Regions from separate parts of the Mus musculus genome. Here all the other regions are linked to region 2. A link is a contact called in public HiChIP or PLAC-seq and promoter capture Hi-C data. All regions are on one chromosome and are shown on one strand. Each heading gives the region's core, a stretch centred on a gene start, on an enhancer-like site or on the middle of the called end of the contact. The rest is flanking DNA. Distances are from core to core; before and after follow the strand shown.

Region 1 (6,425 bases), core at 1,806-4,305, 380 kb after region 2:
TTATTGTTAAGATTCTCTTAATGAGGTCAGACTCCCTGACCTGGGGAAAATGCAGTGTTCCCTCGATCCACCCAGCTCCATCAGACCATGTGGGTGTGGCAGGCTCATCACCAAGTCACAACCTTAAAAGGAGCCCTGTTTCCAGGAGGAGTTTCGGGCTTACCTCATCTGGGAGGCAGTCTTGGGACGGTGGGAGACCTCAGAACCGTGTCTTGGGTTCTGGGGTCCATAACTAGGTGGTCGAGAGTGAAGGCATTAAGTGAAGGCTGTGACTTCAGGCCTTGGGGCTATGCAGGACTATAGCGCCCCAGGGCTGCTCTCTGTTTGCATTATGCATTTGTTAGATGGACCTCAATGAGGTTTTGTGGGAAGAAAGGATTTTGTGGTCCCAAGAGGAAAATTCCAATGGTCTTAAGGCTCTGGTAATGATTCAAGAAGCAAACTGTCATTGTCCCTAGACTGGTGGGAATGGATGATAGAGGACTGTTTTGTAAAACCTGACAGTGCCACCCTGTCTCTTCAGCACTACAATCCTGTCTGTGCCTCTTTCCTTCCGAGGTATGATCTGGACCGTTCTTTTCTGTTTTCCATGGGCTTTTGTTAGAGTTCTCCAAAGATTGGCCTTAAAATTGTTTCTTTTGGGCCAAATCTCGGAATGTTCAAGCTGTTTAAGTCATTGCTTCAGTGGTGCCTTCTCTAGACTTGTTTTCCCCTGGAGGGAGATGACACTGGGTGTCTGTGGAGCTCTTTCATCTCAGGATCCAGAGATTCCTTGTGGTGTAGGTGCCTTCCCCTCTGACAGTGGCAAGGATTCAGTTACAAGAGGCAGAGGCCTGGCCTGTGTGGATCTCTCCCTTTTCCCATTGTTCCTAGGGAGGGCACAAGACCCCATCCCACTTTCTCAGGTTGGAATCAGTGATTGAAGAGGGTCTTAATAGGAAAAAGAATTTTGACAATAATAATGGGCTTTGTCATCTCTTTCTATCCCTGTCCAGTTTGGGGGACACAGCATCAGACCCTTTGTTGGTAGATTGATCCCTTTTTACAGAGGGGAGAGGCCATCCCTTCAGGTGTCTGCTATTTCACGTTAACTCTTCTTGCTCCAATTGAAACACAGGGCTCAGAGCATTGGGTATTGATAGAAAGAGTTTACACTAGGCCGGAAGACCTTGGCCTCCTCACAGTGCCCGCCACACAACGGGAAGAAAGTGGATCAAGCCTCACCGAGATCCTCGCTGATGGGAGACTCTCCAAGGTAGACATTCTGGTGGACAAGTTCAAAGTTGAAGTGGCCACAGAAGAAACCGTGAGAGCCCAAAGAACAAGTACTCAGCAGCAAGGGAAAATGATTGCAAGTCCAGAAGGCTCAGAGACAATGAGAGAGGAAGATGCGTGCCTCAGGGGGGGTCCTAGAGATGCTACTCGGGCTGCAGGCTACACATCAACAGACAAGCTCAAGCTCAGGAACACCCGAGTCTCAAATGGTCAAACAGAGAGCCACGTAGAATTGAACAAGGGTCTGGAGAGGCCCCAGACCTGGGGAAGACTGACGGCTGCGGGGGTTGGGCCAGTGCAGGGAGAGGTTCTTTCTCCTGCATCAGACAAAGGGGGACTCCAGTCCTTCCTGTTGGATCCAGCGCAAACAGAAGCCAGAGCTGACTCGAGTGACGAGACTGACACCTCCTTCGCAGAGAGGAGCTTCTGTCTGAACTACGGAAAGAAAGACTCTGAGGACTCCCTTCTTGCCCCATCCTTAGGGGACAGAGAAGAGCACCTGGATGCCCCTCCTGGAGATGGGACCTGGCTGGAGCTGGCTGGGGCGCACACAGAGAACTGGGAGCCGAAGTCCTCAGACCCAAGGGCTTCTGCCCCGGGTTCCAGCCAGAATAAAGATGAAGCCCATATGGCTTCCTCAGCAGAAGAAGCCTGGTCCCCCAGGGACCGTGGAAGACCTGATGATCTGCAGGGATCAGCTGTCTGTCAGACTCTGGAAGAGGGCTGGGAAAACACACAAGGGCTGGAAGGAGAGTTGGCCTACCCAGTGGCCGATGTAGCTGAAGATGAGGCCCCCACGAGTATAGATTGGATGGGAAAGACTGAAAAAAAAAGTCCTCCGGCAAGATGGAAGAAGAACCCTCCTGGAGGAGGAGGAGGAGGAGGAGGAGGAGGAGGAGGAGGAGGAGGAGGAGGAGGAGGAGGAGGAGGAAGGGTGCACCTAGATGCTCAGGCGTGTGCCCTTCTGAGGACCATCCCTCCCTGTGTTAGGAAGCCAGTCAGGCCAGACCAAGCCAGCTTCCTGCCTAAAGAGAAGGGGGCAGTTTCCACTCATGCAGTAGAACCTGAGACAGAAGACAGGGAGGCAGTCACGCCCCTGCCAGCCTCCTCTGGTCACACTGAGGTCCTGGCAGCCACTTCTCTAAGCCCAGTCCCTCCTAGATCAGGGGAGTCTTCGGAGTCCAGGGGTTTCATTAGAGATCAGTCCCCCGTGATTCTTAAGTATATCCATCTCCCTGAAGAGAGTCCAGTGCACAAGGACCCGCAAGGTGAGCGCAAAGCACCTCCAGTGGCCAGCAAGAAGCCCAGAGTTGTCCCTGAAGGAACCGAGGGGCCTGCCCTCCTGGGGTTGGTGCTCCCTTCAGGAAAGCTGGAGACTTCACTCCAGGATAGGGACCAAGGAGGTTCCCAGGAAGACGTTAGCAAGACCTCAGTGGCTAACAAAATTCGGATATTTGAGACCCATGGAGCCGAGCCTTGCAGAGCCAGTCAGGGTGAAGTGAGGACCCTTCCACATGAGCCGCCTTCGGAAGCGTCCCCAGGACAGGTGGAGGAGCGCAGTAAGCCTCGGGACTTGGGCTTTGTCCAACTCCAGCCTCCTGGGGACTTGGCCAGCCCCAAAGTTACCTGTTCTTCTGTCATGCCTCTGGCTACCCAGCACTATGGGGAGGCCACCCCAACTACCTCCCACCAGGAAAGATGCACAGACCCAGAGCTCGTGTCCCCTGACTCAGGCTGTGAAACCACGCTGGAGGAAGCTACTGGGGTAACTGGCCACGTGAGCCCTGCACCCACTAAGTTCCCCTTTGTGGAGGCTGAGCGCATGCTCCGTGGCACCTTAGAAGCATGCCTCAGCGGCCCTCGCCATTCCTGCAATGACACTGCTTGGTCATCCTTAGAAGGTCTCCTCCTACATGGGCCTGAGATAGCCGCTGAGAGATGGGGTCATCTGCTCAGCCCTTGTTAGCGCGTTAGAGTCCCCAGGCTTTGCTGCGACCTTATGTATGTTCAGAGGATCGCACAGTGGCCGCAGAGAAGGAGCCACCACCAGCAGCAGCAGCAGCAGATTACATACCTGCTTTGCCTTGCCCCTCCCACCTGCTGGACTCCTCCTGTCATGCTTGGCTTATACAGTGGTCATACTCCACCCTTCCCCACCCCTGAATCCCACCTTGTAGAAGCTGACAGTTCAGAGGTCTCCTCCACTCTGCTTCCCTCTCCACCTTCCTTCTACCTCCTTAAGACTAACTGTCTTCTCTAATCCAGAGCAAAGCCGGAGATGCGGGCGGGGAAGACAAGAACTCCTTCGGCCGCTTAGCGCCAAGCACCCCTGGGAAGGGGGGGCGTCTGAGATTCGCCAGCCCTCCGGGCCTTCAGGTCTCTGCAGTCCCTCTGTGCCCGATGACTTGGTCATCTTCATCCAACCGGGATGCGCCGTTCCCTAGGTTCCCACCTGCCCTAGTAGCAACCCCCTTGCAGCTGTTCACACTCTGGCTTGTCCGCAATATATTCCTCACACCTCTCAACCTTCCAGAACCTGGCCACGTGATGGCTGGTTAACAAGTGAATCTCTGAAGCGTACTGAAATGAGTTCTTTCTAAATATGGTGTGGGTGTTAGAATTGGTCTCAAAAAAAAAAAAAAAAAAAAGAAAAGAAAAGAAAAAAAGAAAAAAAAGAAAGAAAGGAAGTCACAAACCAAACCCAAAAAAACAAAAAAACAAAAACAAACAAACAAAATGCACGTGTGGTGTTTAATCCCTGACAGGCCAGTTGAGAGGTATGTATTTAGGACACAGTTTGCTGGTTCCCCTTGGGTGTTCCCTTGGCCTGCCGTTGTCAATTACACTGATGTGGACAGAACTTCCTCTCAGTGGTTACCATGGAGTTCAAGGCGGCACTGGTGTGAATTCCAGGAAGCTGGAGTCCAGAGGTCCTGGGTCAGTTTTTCTTCTTCCCTTGGATGGTGCTGCCTCTCCCCCAGAGACTCAGTGCAATTGACAGGCTGCTGGCTTCTTCTGTGTTCCTCTAGCTTCCAGCCCCAGCCTCTCTGCCTCCTCTCCCAGGTTCCCCTGAATCCCTGGCCTTCTTCCTCAGTTTGCCTCTCAATGCCGCCTGCACGGATGAGCCTGTGGTCCAGGCCTCCATCCCTGCCTTTATGCCGCTTCTGACAGGCTTTTGGATCCTAGCCTTGGAGGGGGCCTCCTGTCCAGAACTCGCTGGAAGGATGCTAGCTTTGTATTGCTTTGGCATCCATGTGAGACCCTCCAAAGAGCATCCCCACTCTCGAGAAGGTTTCGTTGTGTTTTGTTTTGTTTTGTGTTCGATTCCAAGGAAACCTTTCTGGGGTGTTTTTCCGTTTCCTGACTTGTTCTTCCACTTGGGAACATCATCACAACCTTGAGATGTCCTCTGGCATTCACCATCTTGACCTCTCTCTCTCCCCACCCCACATCCCCATCCCCCCCCCGATTTTATCCGGCCATAGAGAGCAGGGCTGAGGGAGGGCTCAGAGGAGAAAGTCAAACCACCACGCCCACGTGCCCCAGAGAGCGACACGGGAGATGAGGACCAGGACCAGGAGAGGGACGCCGTATTCCTGAAGGACAACCACCTGGCCATTGAGCGCAAGTGCTCCAGCATTACGGTCAGCTCCACGTCCAGCCTGGAGGCTGAGGTGGACTTCACGGTTATTGGTGACTACCATGGCGGCGCCTTTGAAGACTTCTCCCGAAGCCTCCCTGAGCTTGATCGGGATAAAAGTGACTCTGAGACAGAGGGCCTGGTGTTCGCCCGGGATCTCAAGGGGCCCTCCAGCCAAGAGGATGAATCTGGGGGCCTCGAGGACAGCCCGGATCGAGGGGCCTGTTCCACTCCAGAAATGCCCCAGTTTGAGGTACAGTGGAGCTTCACGGAGAACCGGGCACTGCATGTTCAGAGGGCTCTGGGCCATGAGTAAGGAGAGCAGCCATCAGCTGCAGCCTGAAGCTCTGTCTGGTGTTGCATGACTGCCCCTCGTAGAACAGCATGGTTCTGCAACGCATGTCTGCTGTGTCGGTCCACCACTTACAGGTGCTCCGTGGCAGTTTTAACCCCGTGACCCCCATCACTTGCTGAGGTCAAGTGATGATTTACTGCCTCCTTGATCCCCCTGAACTGTGCTGCATAGCACCTGGAGAGAGCATGTGTCCGTGGACTCCTGAGCCTCCTACAGCTGGTCTGAACGCTGAGTGGTTTTTCTTGATGCAGGCCAGGGCTCATTTTACCAGGGTCTGGAGAAGGGGCAGTTATTTAAATCCACCAGGTCCTGAGATGTTAGGGCTGGCAGTGGACACTCCAGGAAAAGAGAAGACACAACCTCTGGAGAGGATGCAGGGCCAGCGTCTGAGCTTCTCTGCTTTGTGGCTCCCTTAGTAGAGCTGCACAGAGGAGTCTCAGAAACTCCCCCTTTCCCTTTACCCTAGCAGATCCTCGCCCCCACCCCTAGACAGTGAACACCAGCTTATTCATGCTGGTATCCTACCCCATGCTGTACCCTCTGGGCGGAAGGCTCCTTCTCCCTTTCCGTGCCTCACCGTGATCCAGGACAGCTCACGCACCTCTCTCCGTGCTTTTCTGGCTACCTGGGAGGCAGTACTAGCCCTACAGCATCCTGCTCTGTCCTGCCACTTTGGCTCTAACATTTCCAGCACAGTCAGGGCAATGGCTGGTTGCTCTGCCCTTCTCCCACCAGGTCTTAGCTGTTCTAAGGTACACTCGGTACCAAGGGACGATAAACGAATGAGCAGCTAGATACCAGGATTCTGGAAGAATCTCTCCTTTCTCCCTCTTCCTTCCAACCACATGAAAAGCTAGATCCATTTATCAGACCTACAGTGTGTAAAGCCATGAACTAGGCCTGAGAGTCGAGTCAATAGAAGCTGATCATTTAGCTTGAGACACCTAGGATACGGTTTGTAAAGCCAACTGATGTGTTTTCTCTGGCTTTAATTTTTAAAATTACATTGTGTTTTTTTATATCATAAAAAATATACCAAAGAAAAGCCCACCATGCAGAGGCGACGATAAATCCACACCTGAATGGAATCCCCCATGCTTTCCATATCTTTCGGCCAGCTAGCCTCCTCGCCTGTTCCCATCTGTTGCCTGGCCC
Region 2 (6,622 bases), core at 88-2,587:
TGCCTGGCACATTTAACAAACAAACAAACAAACAAACAAAAGTTTGAGGGGGCTGGAGAGATGGCTCAGCAGTTAAAGAGCACTGACTGCTCTCCCAGAGGTCCCGAGTTCAATTCCCAGCAACCACATGGTGGCTCACAACCATCTGTAATGGAATCTGATGCCCTCTTCTGGAGTGTCTGAGCATAGCTACAGTGTCCTTGTGTATATATAAAATTAAAAACAAAACAAAATAACAACATAGGTTTGAAACTCCCTATGTGGCTTAGGCTGGTCTTAAGCTCACTCAAACTACCCATGCCACACTGTCCAGCTCCAACACCCGAGCAATTACTATTAGTTATAATGCCTGTACTGGAAGGATCTGACAGGGTCAGTAGCTAAAAAACAGTAAAGCCTTTTCTACTAAACTAACATCTTAGCCTCCTGATTCCTGGCAGCTCCTTTTCCTAGCACATTTAATAGTTCTCAAGTCGGATGAATTTTAGCCTGTCGGTGAAATTTGTCCTTCTAACCTTTCCTCCCTACAAAGAACCTCTGTTAGTCCTTACCAGAGGAGTGGTGGCCTGTACGTCCATGTAGAGAGGTCGCAGCACTGCCTCTGCCTCTGAGTGAACAGGCGAATGGGGGCCATGATCTACAACTAACAACAGATAGCAGTGGCAAAGTGAGAAACCGTGGACGAAGGGCACACAAAACAACAGATGGTCAAAGCTTCTTTGAGGTGAATTTAAGGAAGGCGGAGGTCCAGTGTCAAAGTAAACAAACAACAACACGCGCTGAAAGACATCGAGTTAAGTAATAGACACAGGGTTCTTGGAAAGGGCGCGGGCAGCAGCAGTCGGGGGCAATGTTTAAACTACATAGCACCGAGTGGGACGAGCTGTAAAAAGCAAAGCCATTTAGAAGAAAAGTGAAAAGCGCAGGTTCCTTCAAAGGTTCACGGCAGGAGGAAGCTCATCTAGCATCTTTAAGACTTGGTCAGGAGAGAACTGAAGGATGAGAATTCCGCTCAAGGGAAGTGCGGAGCAGTATGTAAGGGCCCTCCCGAAAACAAATAGGAGACCGGGCGACGGGAAGGTTTAAGAGACTGGGCGATGGAACAAGGCGGGTAGGATCCGCAATAATGCAGTGCTTAGCAGCACCGACCCAAGGGGGTTCGCTCCTCCAGAAACCGTGGGAACGAAAAGGAAAGGGAACGTACCGCGCAGGCGCAGTCCCCGGGTGGGCACCGAGGACCTTCCCAGGGCCAAGGAGGTAGCCGCCAACGACGCCCGCCTCCAAGCGGCTCGCAGCAGCATGTTCCCAGCCACAGAGCCCACCATCCGCGGCGCTTGCAAGTCCTCAGCCCATGCTCCCGGAAGTAACTGCGCTGTGCTCCGGAAGCGATCCCACGGACCGCGAGCGCCCTCCGCCTAGCATTCGGAGTGAGACGTCGAGCTGAGCGATCGCAGCGGAGAACGAGGTGAGGTGGGGCCCGACAGTGGCCTGCGTCGCGCGTGCGGGGTCCTCCATCGCGAGGGTGGTGGAGGCGTGCCGCGGGCTGGCTTCTGACCCGGGTGCTATGTGACCCTGCTGTGCGTCCCCTGGCCGACGCCACGGCTGGTGACCAGGCCCTCACTGTCCTAGCACTCTCGCCGCAGATGCCGGTGGCCGTGGGTCCCTACGGGCAGTCCCAGCCCAGCTGCTTCGACCGCGTGAAGATGGGCTTCGTCATGGGTTGCGCAGTGGGTATGGCGGCCGGGGCGCTGTTCGGCACCTTCTCCTGTCTCAGGTGAGCCTCGCGGACAGAACTTCCTGCCTTCCGAGGGCTCCAGAGCCCACTCAGACGAGGTTGAAAGCACAGGATTTACGGATCTGAGTTCTAAAGTCAAAATGGCTTTCTGACTCCTTTGTTAGTTCAGTGTTATTGAGTTTAGTGGAGTACTGGACACTTACCTCCACTTTTGTAAGAGCCAATCATATTAGTATGATTTACATTATCTGGCACGTCGTAATTACTTAGCGAAGGGTTATTATTGTTGCATGGCGTTTTAACTCCCAACTGCATGTAATGAAGCAAGCCTGATGAGAATTAGGTGTAGTGAAATATTCTACCTCTGAGATAAACTGCTATCACATTTGGATACTGTGCTTATAAATTACTATTTACCCAGCACTAGTTTAATTGTAGTGCTAAGTACTGTAGTTAACCACCGAGCATTAGCTGTGAGCACCTTAAATCCACCAGCACTCTGGACGGAGTGGCAGATTCCTGAGTTCGATACTAGCCTGGTATATAAATGTGAGTTCCAGACAGCCAGGGCTGTTACACAGAGAAACCGTCTCAAAATAAATAATAATAATAATAAATAATAAATTAAAAAGTGTAGTTACCGAGTCTGTAATGTCCATTTTACACTTTATGCAGTTTATAAATTGCAGCGCTTGACTCAATCTAGGTTAAACAAAACAAAACACTAAGGAATTATCTAGAAGAAAACTGGCTACTCAATGATAAAATACCATAGAGGCACAAACACGACTGCTTTCTTGCCCATGTACTTCATTATCTCTGCATCTACAAACTAATGCAGCATTCAGCACAGGTCCTAGAGACCCTAGATAGATATTTTCCTTGTCATTGCTAATCCTATGTGGGGAAGAGTAGCATTTTAAGAATGACAAATGAGATTGTCAAGCTGTTAGTGCTTAATATATTCAACAGATTTTAAAGGGGGGTACTTAGTTCAAATCTCTATTCCTGTAATTGTATTCCCAAATTGCTTTCTTGGTTTCCTCCTCAGGATCGGAATGCGGGGTCGGGAGCTAATGGGCGGCATTGGGAAAACCATGATGCAGAGTGGCGGCACGTTTGGCACTTTCATGGCCATTGGAATGGGCATACGATGCTAATTAGGGCTAGGATGCCCTGCAATACCTAAACTTCCCCATCCATTTCGACCCTTGTACAATAATAAAGTTGTTTTCTTCTCGTTATATCAGTCTATTTTTACCTAGTATTTATCCTAGACCCAAAGGTTTGGTAGTCCCAGTACCCATCTCAATGGTGACCCAAAATTGTTTCATTCTAACTATGATCTGTCTTCTGGAGACAAATAACCAAATCTCTACCCAGGCTTGTTGATACACACACTTTATCCAAACACTCTGAAGATGGAGACTCGTCGTTAAACCTGTCCAGCATACCAATTAAATAAACTTTAGTTGCTTACTAACAGGTATCCTGTTAACAGCACATTGTATGAGATTGTCTAGTTCAGAAAAACATCACCAGCCTCAGCATTGAACATTTTAATTATCTAGGTTGCTAACAAAATTCCTTACAGGAATTTTTGTTACCTTACCCCTGTGATGGCCAAGAATACAAACCTGATTAGCCTTGGTGAGTTTTTCTGGTTGATCTTCAGAATGTCATTAGGTAATAACAACTGACAATTCAAAACGCTTTACTGAACATCTTATTCAAGAAACAATTTTGTTATTTTTCTCTTGATACATCTAGGATGTAAGATATATTGGTTGGCAAGCTTTAGACACCCAAGTAGGTCATACTTTATTTTTTTTGAATTCATAATTAAGTTCCCTTGTTCCAATCCACAGCCTCCTACAGTTGCTATCTGCTAAAAGGCTAAATAATTCATTACAATGCATATTGTGCCAATTGATTGAAAGACGGGGCAGTACTTGGCTTCACTTCGTAGCACCTGTTGTACAAACTATAAGCTCACTTCCAGAGGACCTCCACAAGTACCAAGCATGTATGTGGTATACATATATCCAGGAACAATGTTTATAGACATTGTTCATAAAGAAAACATTGAAATTGTTTTTTAAACATAGGGATATTAGAAACAAGAAGGAGCTGAGTTTGAGGACATCCTCCTGGTTTGTGACCAGCTTTTAACAGTCAAGACTTTAGGAAACCTCGGTGTCAAAAGAAAAGAGAAGAATGAGGTAGTGAAGACTTCAGCATTTTAAGGAGTAACTGGGGACCAGGAAGTAGTTTGAGGTGCTATTTTTGTCGAGTTAGGAATGGTAGTGCTTATGTATTTTTTTGTGACTTTGTAAACTATAGAGCTAAAGACAATGATAAACACGTAGAGAAGGATGAGAGCATTTTCAAGGGGCAACTTGTTTTCTTCAGTGGAGAGGACATACTTGGTAGTAGTGGTATTAGACAACCAACAGTGATGTCTATCACTAAGAATGAAATAAGCTTAGTCTAGGCATGTATGCTGACACACACAGCTCCCCTTTCCGAGCAGCCCAGAGGTTAGGAGAGTAACATATTCAGTCTTTGGTAGATCTGAGGCATGTAATGCTGAAACACTAACTTGAAAAAAAGAAGGAAAGAAACCCAAAGGATATTGTGATAGCCTTTGCTTAAGTTTGTAACATGAAAACATTTGAAAAACGAAAATTTTCTTGTGGCCTTTTTCAGAGAATTTTATTTGAGTGGTTCTTACAAAGATTGTTGCAATATGAAAGTCATTTGTTTGATAGAAATATCAAGCTGTCTTGTCAAACACACTGAAGTAACCCAAAAATATATTTCAGAGCTCACAGAGCTTAAAAAGAGCAAAGATTATATGCAACCAGACAAAACCTTTTTCTGCATTTCCCATCTCTTGCCCAAGACTGCTTACTCAATCTGTTACGTCAGCCACCTTGAGGAAATGCAGGGATCATTTTGTTTGGAATCTCAAGACACACTAAAACATACAGTATTTACAAAGAAACTTTTACAGAGACATTAATTGAAAAAATTACCATCGAGAAATATTATTTTGAAATCCCATTCTTGCCAAATAATCAAGATCAAATGCCAAGCAGCCATACAGCCACTTAGACTTTTCACACACTAAATGTGGATTCTGGAAACCTTTGCTGAACCATGAGCCAAATACATGAATGTGAATTGTAACTGCTGTGTAAAAAGTTAGGTTTCTGAAACATTAAAACGTGACCTGTCTGCCTTTATACAGAAAGCACATTTGTTCCCCTAGAGCTATTCTATAGATCCTTAATGTCATTTTCTACATGGACATTTAAAACAGCAGAACAAGAGAACAGCTTTGCATAAAGTAGGATTTGCTAGTTAGGGATAATGAGCACACTGCATTCCTGTTAACATTTTTATTTTTCAAGGTAACAGGAGTTGTATACAAATGACAGTAGACCCTTGCCTCTTTATTTTATCTAAATAAAAGATAACTCAAGATGAATTCTCAAGAGAAAAAAAAGCTATATACATAAGGGACTGTATCTTCCTTCATCGTCTACTTGGAACCAGTAGTTGTGTTGCTGTCATAGAATCAGGAAAGAGGTTGTGGTAAGTTGGAAGAGGTACATACGCTGCTGTTATCATTTTACCTGTTGACAAAAAGAAAAAAGTTGGGTAAGCAGTTTTTACTCAATGTTAATCACTTGGTGTTTCAACATAAAGTCTTCGTAGCAGTTACTCACCAGCAAACCATCTGCCATGCAATGCATTGACAGCAGCAATAGCCGCAGCAATAGATGGGCACTTCACATACACATTGCCCTAAAATTATCAAAAGAAAAATTAATTAAAATAATCACTGATCACATACTCTCAAAAGTATATCCTAGATGTTTGCAGAAATGTTCTTTAGAAACTATTAATTCTAATAGCTTATGGTAAATACCCCAAATGTTTTTGAAAACTAGTATCTTCTCATTGATCTTTTCACCCTATATTCCCCAGGCCCCAAAGAGTAAAGAGTAAAGAAGCTGTTAAGAGTTCCAGGGTTCATGATGCAAATTAGCTCATCAGTTAACACTACTCTCATCAAATATTCATTATTTTGAACTTGCCTTTGTTTTGTAGCTGGTTATTTAGCTAGCACATATAAGTCACTTTCAGGAAATAAACACTAAGAAAGCATAGTGGTACAGGCCTATAATAAATCCCAGAATATGGGAAGGTGAGTCAGAAAAGAGCTAACTGAATTAAGGTCCTGAGTTCAAGTTCTAGCAACCACATGGTGGCTACAACCATTCTTAATGAGATCTGATGCCCTCTTATGGTGTGTCTGAAGACAGCTACAGTATACTGATATATGATAAAAAATAAATTAAAAAAACAAAACAAAAACAGACTAACAGGTGGATCTCTGAGTTTGAGGTTATCTTGGTCTGCAGAGTTGCAGGATAGGTGGCACTACACACACACTCACACACACACACACACACACACACACACAAAAATCCCATCTCCAAAGAAAAACCAAAACCAAGTCAAAAAGGAAATAAAACCTCAGGGGGAATACAGTCACAATTAAATAGACTAATGGTATGAAAAGAAAGACACGCAATAATACACATCTCAATCCCAGCGCTCCGGCAGCATATTATATGAATAAACACTGTCTTGAAAAACAAAAATCAAATTACCTGAGCTGAATTTTTATCAACATAAATATGAATGACTCCTCCATGTTTATTACATTCTTCAATGACATCATCTTTAATCTCTGTATCCCATCCAACTTCTTCTTCTCTGTTATGAAAGTAATAAAAATAATGAAATTGTATTTAAATAATGATTAAGTACGTTGTGTGTGAACATGGGGATGCATGTGGACCATCAAACAGA
Region 3 (7,061 bases), core at 4,419-6,918, 390 kb before region 2:
GGGATAAGAAAGCCAATGCAAAGAGACACACAAGCTCATTAGAAATCAGAGAAATGTTATGTCAAACCAAAGTGCTATCTTACACCACCCACCTGATGCTACCAAGGGCTGGCAAGGATGCAGAGCAGGAAACTTACACACTGCTGGGAATGCAAATTAGCACCCATCCTTGTAAAAGATTTTGGCAGTATCTTCCCAAATTGAAAACCATATACCCTGTGACTCAGCAAGTCCGTGCCCAGGTTTGCACAACACAAACTCACCCATCTATACACAAAGAGTCATGAACAAGAACACACACGCCAGCACTGCTCATAATGTGTGGCAAATAGATAAACACAAATGTCAGGATGAGGAGATGGCTGCATGTCAACTGTGGGGACCTGAGGTTGGGTCTCCAGCCCAGCCTGACAGGATGCACCTGTAATCAATCAATCCCACCTCTGGAGAAGAGACAGGAGGATCTGTGGGACTTGCTGGCTAACCAGCCAGTGAGCTCCAGGTTCAGTGAAAGACCCTGTCTCAAAAATAAGATAAAGGCTGGGGAAATGGCTCAGCAGTTAAAATGCGGAGCCTCAGAACCCAGCTAAGCGGAGGTGGTCAGAATGGCTCAGCCGTAATTCTCTCTAGCCTTCGAAGGCAGAGACAGATGACCCCAGAGCAAGCTGGCTGGTGAGATTTGCTTTACTCAAGCTCTGGGTTTGAAAAAGAAATTAACTAAATTTAGTTGTGGGGATGCTTGCACGTAGCAGAGCAGTGGTCGCTTTCCACCGTGTGGGTCCAGAGGTGCAAACTCAGGCAGGTCAGGCTTGGTGTCAAATGTCTTAACCTGCAGCCATCCCGGTGGCCTCCAGCTCTAGGTGACTGAGCGATTCTGACACCAAGAATAAGGTGACAGTGTGAGCAAAGAATATTCCTGACATCAGCCTTTGGCTGTGCGTACATGCTCAGACACATGTACACTATGACACGTATGTGCTGACATACGTGTGAACATGAGCATGAACCTCTGCCTATACACATGAAAAGAAGAAGGGGAAAGAAGGAAATCGAAAGAAGACACACAGCCATCTACCTCTGGCCTCCACACATATGTGCACGCATGCACGCAGGAACACATACATGGACAAACAAACACAAAAATGTGGTCTAATACCAGCTGGCGAATCAATAGTGATATAGTCTTTTTAGATTTATTTAGTTTACTTGATGTTTTGCCCACGTGTGTCTTTGCTCGTGCATACCTAGTATTCTCCGAGGTCTGAAGAGGATATTGAACTTCCTGGAATTGGAATGTGAGAACAGATACAACTGTGAGCTGTCAGGTAGGTGCTGGGGACAATCCTGGGCCCTCTGGAAGAGCAGCCAGTGCTCTTAACTACTGAGCCAGCTTTCCAGTCCCCAAAGGACGTATACTCCTAAAATAGAATACATTAAAGCCGTGACAGTGACTGTACCTAGACACAACAAGTGAGGGCCATTCCCACAAGGATACCACAAGATCCGGGTCTTGAGGCAGAATGACACACCTTTTTGATCTGCATTTTCAGACCGGAAGACACACCTTTAACCTGGGCCTGGGCCACACCTTCTGCTGGAAATCTACATAAAGAGATGGAAGAAGGAAGACTTTTCTTTGCCTGCTTGCCCTCTCCTAGCTAGCACTCCCATTCCTTTCTTGGCATCAGAGCCTCCCTCTTCGGGATTCCAGCAGACACAGAAGACCAGATGAGGCATCTAGCCTAGATTCTTAGACTTTCTGCTCACAGCCTGCCATTGTTGGATTCATTGGACTGCAGCCTGTAAGACACGTTTTTTAAAAATTATTTATTTTATGTATATGAATACACCATTGCTCTCTTCAGACACACCAGAAGAGGGCATCGAATCTCATTACAGATGGTTGTGAGCCACCATGAACTGAACTCAGGACCTTTGGAAGAGCAGTCAGTGCTCTTAACTGCTGAGCCATCTCTCCAGCCCAAGTCATTATTTTTTTTAAAAAGTATGTATTTCCATTTTCCATGCACTGGTGTTTTGCTTGCATGCATATCTGTGTGAAGGTGTCCGATCTTGGAGTTCCAGACAGTTGTGAGCTGCCATGTGGATACTGGGGTTTGAATTCTTCTGGAAAAGCTGTTCAATCAGAGCCCTCAATAGCTGAGCCATCTCTCCAGCCCCTTGTAAGTCATTCTAATAAATTCCCCATATATATATATATATATATATATATATATATATATATGCATAATAGGTCCTAAAGCATTAGAGCTGGGAAGATATCAACCCTCTGTGCTATTTTGTCTACTTCCCTGGTAATAACCCCCAAGATGTCACTTGCTGTGTTCCTCCGGGGCAGCTCCTACTCCAACAAGCTGGCCTTCATGGCCATGTGCTCAAGATCCCCCTACCTAATGGTGAGTCCTTCCCTCTTCTTCTTCTGTCTCCTTTCCTTGTGATCTCTTCCTGAGAACCCCAAGCCTGGGAAGCTTTACTCTGCCACATTTCTTCTGCCCGGCCCAGGATGTAGGCCTCTTTATTAACCAATCTGGGATCACTTGTTGTTGGGGGTGGGGTCAAGGTTTACAGAGCATCATTTGGTATATATGAGCATCTCCTCTTTAGGGAAAACCAGATCTTGAGGAGCCAATATTTAATATTTAAGTTTATAGCAGCACCAGACCAGCCTCACACACATATACTCATACACACACACACACACACACACACATACACATGTATATATGTGTGTGTGTATACTCATTCTGTAAGTTTTATATATGTAGTAGATATGTATATAGTCATTCCATAAGTTCTACGACCCTGAAGAACCCTGACTAATACACAGCTGTATTGTTTAGGATGCGTGCATAGATGGTATAGTTATACAGAAATGCAAAGAAATGGAAATAGTCAACTTTTATTTTCATATGATGTTATAAATTCAGAGATCAACGCAGGGGAGAGAGCTACAACAGAAGATGAGTTGATGTAGCTTCAGTTACATTTGTCATGTTGAATCTCTTCTGGGCAGTGGGGATAGATGTGTTTAGAATGCAATTCTACAAACGTGAGGTAATGATTCTTCAAATACAAGACCATGCACTTAGCTGTGATTTGAATCCCTCAACGTTGAGGGCTCATTCGTCTCTCCAGGATGGGCTGGGAAGTCTGCAGTAGCAGAGAAGTGAGCATGGCATGCTTACAAATACAGCTCAGAGAACGGGAGCCTGTGCACTGCCACTGTGACACCAAGAAGGATATAAAGAGTTAAAATTCCTCTATTGGTGCTTGACCCACGCCTGTGCCCCAGAGACAACCTTGAGCCACAGTTGGCCTGCAGACATTCTCCTGTGTGTTTGAACAGACATAGTTAGGAGATGTGAGGATGGAATTATAAATGTATTACCTAGACAGGAGTAATTCTTAATACAACATGGGACACACCATCCATATTTGGTCCATATCTTCCTGCCCCATCATGGCTCATCGATCCTTCCGGTTCTACCCCCCTCTCCCACACCACTCTTCTAGTACAGGGGTGTACCATAACCTGTTATTTGAAATTCTTGTTTTTAACTAAGTAGGAAATATATGATCATATTCTAGATGTAAAATTAACTATTTAAGACAATTATATTTATAATGAGAAAAACCCTTTGCAAAATAGTGACAAAAGTTTTCACAAGATTTCCCACTCTTCTCTGCTGTCTCAGTCTCTCCCCCCACCCCATCTCCCTCTCTCTCCCTCTCCTTCCCTCTCCTCCCCTCTCTTCCCGTCCCCAGAAATAAACCATTGCTCTACCTAATACACATGCTTCTATATTCATTTGCTGCTTACAGAGACAAGTGTGCTTGGTTGTTTGTGGATGAATAGATGGTTCTAAGCTGTATCTAGTGGTCTATAACTTACTCCTAGAGATGTGTGCACTGCATGCCAACCTCCTTCTGTCTTCTAGCTGATGTTTCTGTGTGACGTGTACCACTGAATCAGCATGGAGCAAGATAGCCAGCCTCCCTATTCCCATGGGGCTTGCCATTTTGGTGGGAAATTCAGACAACAAACATGTGAACAAGTACTACAGCTTCAAGTGACTCTAAGCAATATGAAATGAAGTAGCGGTTTTGCGAGGGAAGATTTTTGGTTTTGTTTTTATTTCTAAGTAGTATTTTTACCATAGGGGCTTTCCTAACTTGAGAGACTGACTTTAAACCAAGCTACTTACTTCCTAAATAATATCCGAGCTACACACGGCTGTCCAAAACCCATCACAGAAACATACCCGCACGTCATCAATTCAGGAATGGATAAAGAGCATGTGGCATATAAGCTCTATGAGACTCTAGGCAAAGGGGGAGGTTAAATTGTAACATTTTCAAGAAAACAAATGAAACTGTAGGTCAGCCTGTTAAGTGAATTAACTAGATTCGGAAAGTCAAATACTGCATGTTCTCACTCATATGTGGAAGCTAGGGGTGTGTGTGTGCATTCACACATGTAAGCGTGTGTGTCTGGGAGGATATCTAAGAACAAAGTATAAATATATATATACATACATATATACACATATATGTATATACGTATATGTATATTTACATACATATACATACACACACACACATATATGTGTGTGTGTGTGTGTGTGTATGTGTATATATATGCCATAATGAAACCCCTTACTATACATACTAACTTAAAAAGTATAAGATACTGGTCATGGTGGCTGATATCTTGAATCCCAGCACTCAGAAGGCAGGGTAAGTTGGAGCTCTGTGAGTTCAAAGCCAACCTCATATGGATAGTAAGACCCTGTTTGGGTTTTTATGGTTTTTTGGTTTTTTTGGTTTTTTTGGGTGTTTGTTTTGTTTTGTTTTTTTTTGTTTTTGTTTTTGTTTTTGTTTTTTGAGACAGGGTTTTTCTGTGTAGCCCTGGCTGTCCTGGACTCACTCTGTAGGCCAGGCTGGCCTCAAACTCAGAAATCCACCTGCCTCTGCCTCCCAAGTGCTGGGATTAAAGGCGTGTGCCACCACGCCCGGCTTTTTTTTTTTTTTTTAAAGTTGAAAATGCACAGACAGAAACGTCCTTATATAAGTGAACACATATTTCAGGAAATATTGCTTACTAAGGATGATGCATCAAATTTCTTATTCTGTCCTACTTCATTTTTTCAAAAGACATACTAATTTGTGATGTCATTGCCACTAAATGACTATGACCTGTCCGATGCTGAGATTTATCTAGAGCGTTCCTAAATCTCTGCCACAATGAACTCTTTTTTACTCACTCGACTCTGTGACTATTTCTGAGAGCCCCTCTCCTCCAGTTGTGTAATTCCTGTGTACTTAAACTTCTGATAAACTATAGGCAGTTATCCTGGAAAGTTAGATTCCAATCCTGGATCTGCCGTCATCGGGACGTACAAACTTTGGGCAAATCCCTACATCTCTTTTGACCTCAGTTTCCCCGTCATCTCTACAGAGTCGGCAACATCGAAAGCAGACGCCCCACCCCCCTGACTCAGCGGCGACCTACCGGACTTCTCGCCAAGCCCTTCTCCCCCTTTTCCGCTCCTCCTCAAGCCTCGGAAGCAAGCAGCGGGAGGAGAAACAGGCAGGTCCAGGCAGGAGGGCCCACAGCTGGGAGGGGCCGAGGCGAGCCAGGCCCCCTAGTAGGAAATGAGACAGATCCAAGTAACACTTTAAAAGCCTGACTCCCTCTTCCTGCACGCGTTCTCTTTCCATCCTCCGCTCTGCTCCGGCCCCTCCCGGACAGCCTCCCTTCTCTTTCCTAATCAGCAGCCTGAGGAACCCGAGCCTGCCCCGACCCAGGTGGGACCCAGAACTCCAGGATGTTGACGAAGTTTCTGCCGCTACTGCTGCTGCTGCTGCCTGGCTGCGCCCTTTGTAACTCCGATGGTGAGTTTGGGTCAAGGCTCCTGCCTGGGGGTGTTCTAGGGACTTGGTGTATTTGGGAACTTTGACCTAATTATAGGACAACTAAGCCCACACAGCATGGATGTCTACAGCTGCTGGGTCCTGGGCTTTGGTTCCTGTTTCAAAGACAGGGTGAGGAAGTCCAGTTAACTCTCCGGAGAAGGCTGGGGAAGCTGGTGGAAGGGACCTGTGGAGAGAATAAGAACAAGGTGAGAAGGCAAGGAGAGCAGTGTCAGTCTTGGGAAGGCAGGAAGAGATATGAGATGGACAGATAGGGAGACCCTAGGAAAGCTGAGATAAGTGTGGAGGTTGTGATGGGAAGGAGGAGAAAGACAGGAGATGTAGCTGATGAGGTGGGAGATGGGGGCAGAAGAGCCAAGGCCAGAAGATCAGGCTGCTGGAAGCTCTTAAACAGAAAAGGGGAATTAATTGCCAAACACTATCGATGCCCAGCTCCCCCCACTCCCTATAGCCTCCATTTCTCCCTCAGAGGGGCAATATTTAGAGTGACTACTGTATCTTATGCACACATTGACTTGTGGTGCGCCATATTATCACACTAATCTTACTAAGATGAAAACTTGGTCACAGAACAGTTAAAGGTCATTGCAGGTCATTGCTGAGGTTACTCACACCAGTATATCCACACTTGCAAACACAGAAATCAACTTCTCCAACGCAACAGTGTGTGTGTGTGTGTGTGTGAGAGAGAGAGAGAGAGAGAGAGAGAGAGAGAGAGAGAGAGAGAGAGAGAGAGAGAGAGTGGGGGGGTGTTACAATGCCAACACTGCCAAAGCCCTTTCCTGGGTACTGAAGACAGATAATCAAACCCAGCTTCAATAGAGATTCGCCAGGCAGAACAAGGGCAGCAGAGAGCAACCTGGACAAGCTCTTCATATGGTGGCCAAAAGTCGGCATGAGGAACTCCAAGCCATTTGATAAAACTGAACACGGAGATTCGCCAGAAAAGGCAACTAGGGCCAGATAACTTACTGTGGATCTCAGATTGAGCCTAGACTCTGAGATCCGTCCTGTGGACAGATGTCCTACGGAGAGGCAATGACTTCAGATTGGCAGGTTAGCTTCAGCTACCAGTATTCAAATCTTGGTTTGCTTTACCATCTTGG
Region 4 (6,884 bases), core at 3,343-5,842, 270 kb before region 2:
CATAATTAAAAACAAAAAATAATCTATAAACAAGGTATGGATATCATGCTAGGAATTAGAATCACCTGATATAACAATACTGTTTCCCATTAAAGCTGGAAGACAGTTGCCATTGGACCCAGTGAATCACAAGAGAATAGAAACATGTTCAGACAAAACCTTAAGCCAAATGTCTAATGTAAAATACAATGTTAGTATTGTATTGACCTTATCCAGCAGCACAGAACAGTGACCAGGGCAAGGCTGGTATGGGAGCGGGGGTGGGGGACGCTTACATCTATAGCCACAGCACCTGGGAGGCTGAGGGAGACCCTGGAGACTAAGTGTGGTAAGTTTTGGGGATTCCGTGCATACTTGGTTAAGTTATCTACATTGGAGGGATAATCTCTTTTATAGTGTATGGAAGCATCACCTGTCAATAAAAAGCTGATGGCCTATAAAAAGGCAGGAAGTAGAAGGTGGGCGTTCCAGTGGAGAGATTACAACTCTAGGGGACAGTCCCTGCCCAGACTCAGAGGGAGTCAGACATACGAAACTGAGGAGAGGTAACCGGCCCTATGGCAGACAAAGAATAGTATAAATGGGATAATATAAGTTATGAGCTAGTTGGGAAACAAACCTAGTTTATGGTCTAGGCATTTTTTAAATGAATAAGTCTCCTAGTCGTTATTTGGGAGCTGGGGCACAGGTGGAGGAGCCCAGTTATACTACATGAAAAGCAGCCTTCCAGAAGACTCCTGTGTCCTTACTTCTTGAAATGTTCTTCATATGAATATAGATAAATTTGAAGACATGATTAAGACTTTTAAGATATGGACATCAATCTAAGTGCATCCCATCCATCCTTACAGAGAGAGGCTGAAGGGGATTCAAGTCAGAGAAAAGAGGAGATGCAACCAGAAGTCAAGGTATGTTGGCAAGCCACCAGAGGCTGACAGGGCAAGGAACAGACCCTTCCCTAGAGCCATCAGAAGGACACCTGGATCCAGAGGTCCTAGAATCTAGGACTATGAGAGAATCAATTTCTGTTGTTTCAGGCCACCAAGTTTGTGATAATAAAAGCTATGGCTGCTGCTGGGAACAGTACACTTGTCTCCCTGGTCTCTGGTTTCCTCATCTGTAAAGTGGAGGTAGAGTACAGTCTCACAGATGGACAGTTATAAGATAGTAAAAGCCACAGCTCTCGTAAAGTACGCAGGAAGGGAGAGCAGTGAGCGGATATAAATGGCTGTCACCATCACACTCAACCACTGTGTGGCATTTGTGCCTGACCTCATCCTACCCCACCCAGCAAGAAGAGCTAAGAACTGACACCCAGACAGTCATGGGTCCACAGTCAGTTTCTGGTTACAATTCTCTCTCCGCTCTCCAGTAGATAACAGACAGGGTCAGGCGAGGGATAAGCGGTTCTGAAACAGAAGGGTTTGGTTTATACTGTGATCAGGATATAGGAGTTGGGCTTATGGTTCCAAAGGGTGGAGGAGGGAGCAGCATCAAGAGGCAGGCATAACATGGCGGCTGGAGGAACAAACAAGCTGAGGGCTTACATCCTGAACTGCAAAGAGAAAGCAGAGGGAGCAAACCGGGAGGGCAGGTGGATTTGAAACCTGGAAGACAGACTTCCTCCAACAAGGCCACACCTCCTAAACCTACCCCAAAGTGCCACCAACCAGGGACCAAGTATTCAAACATCTGAACGTCCCATGGAGGACACTCCCATTCAAACCACCACAGGCCCCATTCAGAGTTTCTCAGCCAGCCGATTCTTAACAAATCCCCACGTGATGCTGAGGCTTCAGGGATGCATGGAAATTAAAACCTAGGCCTTGGACCAGTTAGCTCAAGACTCCGTTTTAGGTTAGAATCTAAGATTCCCAGCAACATCTGGTGGGTGTAGCACCCAAACACATGCTGAAATAGCCTTGGGACAATCTTCTTTTCCTGAGGCAGGGTCTGAAGGAGTGACTATGAGGTACGTGGTACAGACCGGGTTTTAACTTTTCAACTGTGCAGGACAAGGAATCTGAAGCTCGGTGGGAACAGGAAGGGGTGGTCCCCTTATCCAGCAAGCTGGCTCCATTATAATTTATCTTAATCCCACCTTTCTGCCTCTCCACCAGACCCTTCCCCCCCCCATGTCCTCCTCTAGAAACACATCTAGGTGTCTCTTGAATTCATTTATTGGCTTTGCCATGAACACATAATACTGCCTTTGTTAGTCTCCTGGCCCAGCCTCTTGAGCCCGTGCTCAGCCTCCCAGTTCTGCTCTCCTTAAAAAAACATAACTGAGGAGTCTCTGAAAAATAACTAAGATCAACTGAGGCAAATTCCCACGATGTGGAGACATGAAGCTCTAACTGCTGGGAGACGAGGACAGCACAGGTCCAGGAGCACGCCCATGCGCACCTGTCTTTTCTCCCGCCATCTCTGGTAGTTCAGAGGTAGGAAACCTCTACCTACTAGGTTCAAAAACTCCAAATCAACGAGGATTCAGGCATTTCCAGATTCAAGGACAGCCACCCTCTTGGTGTTTGGTAACCAACAGATGAGGGGTGGAATTTCAGGGACGGTATGGGAATACTGGGCATAGGAATGTCACAGCTGCGGTCCCCATGCCAATGCGTGCTAGCTCTACAATCCAGGGTAAGACACTGTACATTACTGAAACTCTGTTTCCTTGACACAGAACTGGGAAGGGCCTGACCCATATCGGTGGTATATGCACAATCTTCATGGATTGAAAAATCAAAGCTAGCCGGGCAGTGGTGGCACACGCCTTTAATCCCAGCACTTGGGAGGCAGAGGCAGGCAGGCGGATTTCTGAGTTTGAGGCCAGCCTGGCCTACAGAGTGAGTTCCAGGACACAGGACAGCCATAGGGCTACACAGAGAAACCCTGTTTCGGGAAAAAAAAAAAAGAAAGAAAGAAAGTAAGTTAGTTAGTTAAAAAAAATCTCTCAGGCTCTCCCCCTCCAGTCTGAGGCACATTTTCCTTATAAAGTAGATTCGGAGCATAACCACAGAAAGAACCCATGAGGCAGGGAGGGGAGAGAATAATGAGCCTTTTGTTGGGGATGATGGTGGTCAGATGACCCCAGAAAGCAAATGATCAGAGAAGACTGTCAGCCAGAAGATAATGACAGTCAAGCCAGAAGACAATGACAGTCAAGTACCTATGCTCCCCAAACAAGTCTGTGTACTGAGGCCTGAGGCACCGGGCTGCCCAGAACACCAGGGACAGTAAGATCCTAAGTTTATATAATTTGAATTAAATCAACTGCATAAATCAATTAAGGCTCAAAAGTTTATTACAGAGGGCGCTAAAGAGATGGCTTAGCAGATTAAGGCCACTGGCTGTCCCTGCTGAGGACCTGGGTTCAATTCCCAACAACACAGAGGCTCACAACCATCTGCAACTCCAGGTCCAGGGGACCTGATGCCTTCTTCTTGCCCACTCAGGCATCAAGCACACAGGTGGTGTACAGGCACACATACAGGTAAAATGCATGGAAAATAAAAATTAAAAATCTATTTTTTAAAAAAAGATCTGTACAGAGGACAGGAAATGGCTCAGCCAGTAAAAAGCTTGCCATTCATGCAAAAGGGCCCAAGTTCAGATCCCCAGAGCCTACAGTTATCATTTTAGGCTTAAACACCCGCCCCCCTTTTTTTGTTGTTAAAATATTTGATAAACTGCAGATATCAAGACATTTTAGATTGTGTAGGAGGGGGAAATGATGTAATCGTATTTTAATTTTTAAAGACTCAAAATAGCAAAGGCTAAGTTAATGTTATTTTCTGTACAGAAATTAAATTTTACTTTTAGCCTTTTGCAAACATTTTTTTCCAAGATGGTAATCAGCTACTCAAAACAATAATTATTCTCAGATATTCATCATTAGACAACTGTAGTTTTTGCTGGTTTTGTAGCTACTAAAACTGCTTAGGCTGTTGAACATTCTACATTCAAGAGTTTTGTAAGGTGGTGGATAATGGGGAAGGCTCCAATGTTTATTTTAAAATAAATAAAATAAGTTCTTGACGTTTCAAAAAACTGAAAATAAAAAATTTAAAGATTTTAATATTTTAGGAACATTTAAATAGTTCAATGTTTTACTAAAAAAAAAAAGACAGCAGTCAGAAGCAGAGGCAGGAGGATCTCTGTGAGTTTGAAGCTGGCCTGGTCTACATAGCAAGTTCCAATATAGCCAGGACTACATAGAGAGAGAGAGAGAGAGAGAGAGAGAGAGAGAGAGAGAGATAAACAAGTTGGTTTATGTACCTACCAAAGGTTCTATACACACTTCCAAGGTATTTAAATTTTGTCCCCTATGTGGTGAAAGCACTCAGGTCTCTAGTATGAGAGGGACATGACCAGATGCAGGACTCAGAAAGGTGGCCTCTGGCAGTCAGGTGGCAGGAGGCCTGGATTGGGAATAGCCAAGAATTGCTTCAGAAGTGACTTGCAATAAAGCGAGATGTTGCCCGAAGTGAAGCAATGGGCCACTGAGAATCCACTGAGATATGTGAAGCATGCAACAGGCAAGCCAAGCAGATGCAGAGGAAGAGGCGGGACTCGGGGATGACTAAGAATTCAGCTTAGGAGGCTCAACTAACGGTGGTGACGACAGAGGGAGACAGGAAGGATGTTTCATAGGGCTGTTTGTCCTGTGACTCCTGACAGGGAGACTTATTTGGAAGAAGCCTTGGCAGCCCCTGAAAGGTGAGCCGGAAAATGACTCTGGCTGGCTATATCCGTCACTCCCACGTCCCTGCACTCACCTTTCACGGTGTGATGACTGTGAACAGGGGACATCAAATGTAATCAGGCAAAGAAAAACAAAGACTTGAGGGGGAAGTCTGGTCCCTTGAAAGGAGAGCTGAGCTAGGAGCATTCGGTGTATGGGGCACTAAAGGAGGGTTGTTTGTGGAGTATGAGCTTATAGACGGCACACGTGCACGCACACACACACACACACACACACACACACACACACACACACACACACATACAAGGTGTACACGCACGTGCATGTTTGTGGATGCATGCACCTGTCTACCATGGCCATCACGTTGAAGTAAGGACAAGTGTGGGAAATGCCTCCCTCCATCCACCGTGTGGGGCCTGGGGTTAGAACTCAGATCGTCTGGCTGGGCAGCAAGCACCCTTACCTGCTGAGCCATCTATCTTCTTGCTGGCCCCGAGCAAGACTTTGAAAAGTGGAACAAGGTCACTGCTCCTTTACAGAAACACTATGGAGTGGGACATCCAACTAAATAAGTGTGATTTTAAAAACAACGAAAGGATCCAATTCTTTTTTTTTTTTTTTTTACCCACTTGGAAAAGGAATATTTACAGAATGCCTATCATGTTCGGAGCTCTGTTTCTGATGCGTCAGGAACCCCACAGTTTGTAACTCAAGGCAGGAATGGCACTCCAGATAAATGACCAAGTGTACTGGGAATTCCGTGCTGCAACTCATTTTCAACATGGAAAGCGTTATCAATCTTTTTTGAAGGCCTTCTGGTAAAAGGAAGTGGCTCCGGGAGAGCCTGGTGGTGCAAGCTCCCCCAGAGGCTGAGGCAGGAGGATCAAAGATCGAGGTCTAACTGAGATACAGAAGTTCAAGGCCAACCTGGGCAACTTAGTTAGACCTTATTCTAAAAACAAAAAGCAAAAAGGAAGGCTAGGGTCCTGGATCAATGACAGACGCCCCGAGCATGCGCAAGGAACTAGAGTGGCTCCCTAGCATTGTGGGAGGCTGGGGTGGGGGTTGTGAACCAGAGAGTCACTGGGAAGGACAAGTGACTGAGCCATCAGAATAGTATTCTGGGTTCTGGGTGCAGGTGCCAAATCGGTTGGCAAACGACTTGCTTGAATGCTTCCTCATCAGGTTTTCAGAAACTTACATGGGCGGAGAGTGTACCTCCAGGGGGTAGGTACATCCTCTGTGGACTCAGCTCAAATTCACAACCCAGTCTCCAGTGAAAAGGCACTTTTCCGCCAGGTGGTGGTGGCACGCACCTTTAATCCCAGGACTTGGGAGTCAGAGGCAGGCGGATTTCTGAGTTCGAGGCCAGCCTGGTCTACAAAGTGAGTTCCAGGACAGCCAGGGCTATACAGAGAAACCCTGTCTCAAAACAAACAAACAAACAAATACAAAATAAAACAAAAAACAAAAACAAAAAAAAGCACGTTTCCTTCTAAGAATTTAGTTTTCAGGCTAGAGGGAGGGCTCAGCAGTTTGAAAGTGTCCCTGCTATCCCAAAGGAGCTGAGTTTGGTTCCCAGGTGGCTCACAACTAGCTGTGACTATAGCTTCTGGGGATCTAACACTTTCTTCTGGCCGCTGTGGATGGACACACACACACACACACTTTTAAAACCTAAAAACTTATCTTTCTCCTAATATTCATCCTAATAACTGAGTGTCCAATTCCAATAGCTTAGGCCACTTAAAACCCTTCCAAGGAGCTACTGTCATCGAAGAGCAAACTGATTCTTATTTGTGTGTTATCCATTCCAAAGGTTCTTTATTTACATACACACACCATCTATATTTATGATTATAAAAAACATCTTTAAAGCAGTCCTTATATTTCACTGAGTTTTAAGCCTGACCTTGAGATGAGAAGCCCAGCACAGTAAACTAGGAATTTAAGATTTGTCTCCTGTTTATTTTAAGTGCTAGGGATAACACGCAAGTCCACATGAATGCTAGGTGAGCATTTTATCACCGACTTACAGCCCCTGCTAGGTAGGCATTCTATCCCGAGTTAGATCCCTAGCCCTCTTTGGAAATCTTTCTGGGGAGGAAGAACATGGGGAAGGGGTTATTTGAAACTTGGAAGATTGGAAGGAGAGTTTTAGAAAATCTAAAGCCTT

Evidence for each region. Promoter capture Hi-C pulls out the DNA fragments that hold promoters and counts their contacts. HiChIP or PLAC-seq counts read pairs in DNA pulled down with a chosen protein or histone mark.
Region 1: a contact with region 2 is called in an H3K4me3 HiChIP or PLAC-seq map of bone marrow-derived macrophages, with 3 times the contacts expected there. The contact joins the enhancer-like site here to the promoter of Romo1 in region 2. A contact is called at or near these places in 5 of 39 promoter capture datasets (the 3T3-L1 cell line, hippocampal neurons, liver and 1 more) and 1 of 115 datasets of contacts at active chromatin or transcription factors (bone marrow-derived macrophages).
Region 3: a contact with region 2 is called in a promoter capture Hi-C map of liver, with 2.8 times the contacts expected there. The contact joins the promoter of Procr here to the promoter of Romo1 in region 2.
Region 4: a contact with region 2 is called in an H3K4me3 HiChIP or PLAC-seq map of bone marrow-derived macrophages, with 2.3 times the contacts expected there. The contact joins the enhancer-like site here to the promoter of Romo1 in region 2. A contact is called at or near these places in 2 of 39 promoter capture datasets (both in the C10 cell line) and 1 of 115 datasets of contacts at active chromatin or transcription factors (bone marrow-derived macrophages).

The regions. Positions count from the first base shown.
Region 1 is chr2:156,520,121-156,526,545 of GRCm38.p6, forward strand. It overlaps Epb41l1 (erythrocyte membrane protein band 4.1 like 1), which reads left to right. Exons shown (of 25, transcript NM_001368800.1): 16 at 1,118-3,040; 17 at 3,541-3,651; 18 at 4,761-5,168. Among named protein-coding and RNA genes, the nearest start is that of Aar2, 24 kb to the right of the region's middle. Within about 2 kb of position 3,056, at least 20 of the 459 cell types and tissues checked have an H3K27ac peak or open chromatin away from gene starts, as enhancers often do. A contact at or near this core is called in bone marrow-derived macrophages, where this site is marked.
Region 2 is chr2:156,142,816-156,149,437 of GRCm38.p6, forward strand. Romo1 (reactive oxygen species modulator 1) reads left to right here and starts at 1,338. Exons shown (of 3, transcript NM_001164216.1): 1 at 1,338-1,465; 2 at 1,644-1,774; 3 at 2,787-2,979. The coding sequence starts at 1,644. The coding sequence ends at 2,895. It overlaps Nfs1 (nitrogen fixation gene 1 (S. cerevisiae)), which reads right to left and starts at 1,371. Exons shown (of 13, transcript NM_010911.2): 1 at 1,205-1,371; 2 at 552-643. The coding sequence starts at 1,325. It overlaps Rbm39 (RNA binding motif protein 39), which reads right to left. Exons shown (of 17, transcript NM_001291114.1): 15 at 6,421-6,526; 16 at 5,470-5,548; 17 at 4,424-5,376. The coding sequence ends at 5,276.
Region 3 is chr2:155,745,549-155,752,609 of GRCm38.p6, forward strand. It overlaps Procr (protein C receptor, endothelial), which reads left to right and starts at 5,669. Exons shown (of 4, transcript NM_011171.2): 1 at 5,669-5,916. The coding sequence starts at 5,850.
Region 4 is chr2:155,874,554-155,881,437 of GRCm38.p6, forward strand. All of the region lies in intron 7 of Uqcc1 (ubiquinol-cytochrome c reductase complex assembly factor 1), which reads right to left. Among named protein-coding and RNA genes, the nearest start is that of Fam83c, 43 kb to the left of the region's middle. Within about 2 kb of position 4,593, at least 83 of the 459 cell types and tissues checked have an H3K27ac peak or open chromatin away from gene starts, as enhancers often do. A contact at or near this core is called in bone marrow-derived macrophages, where this site is marked.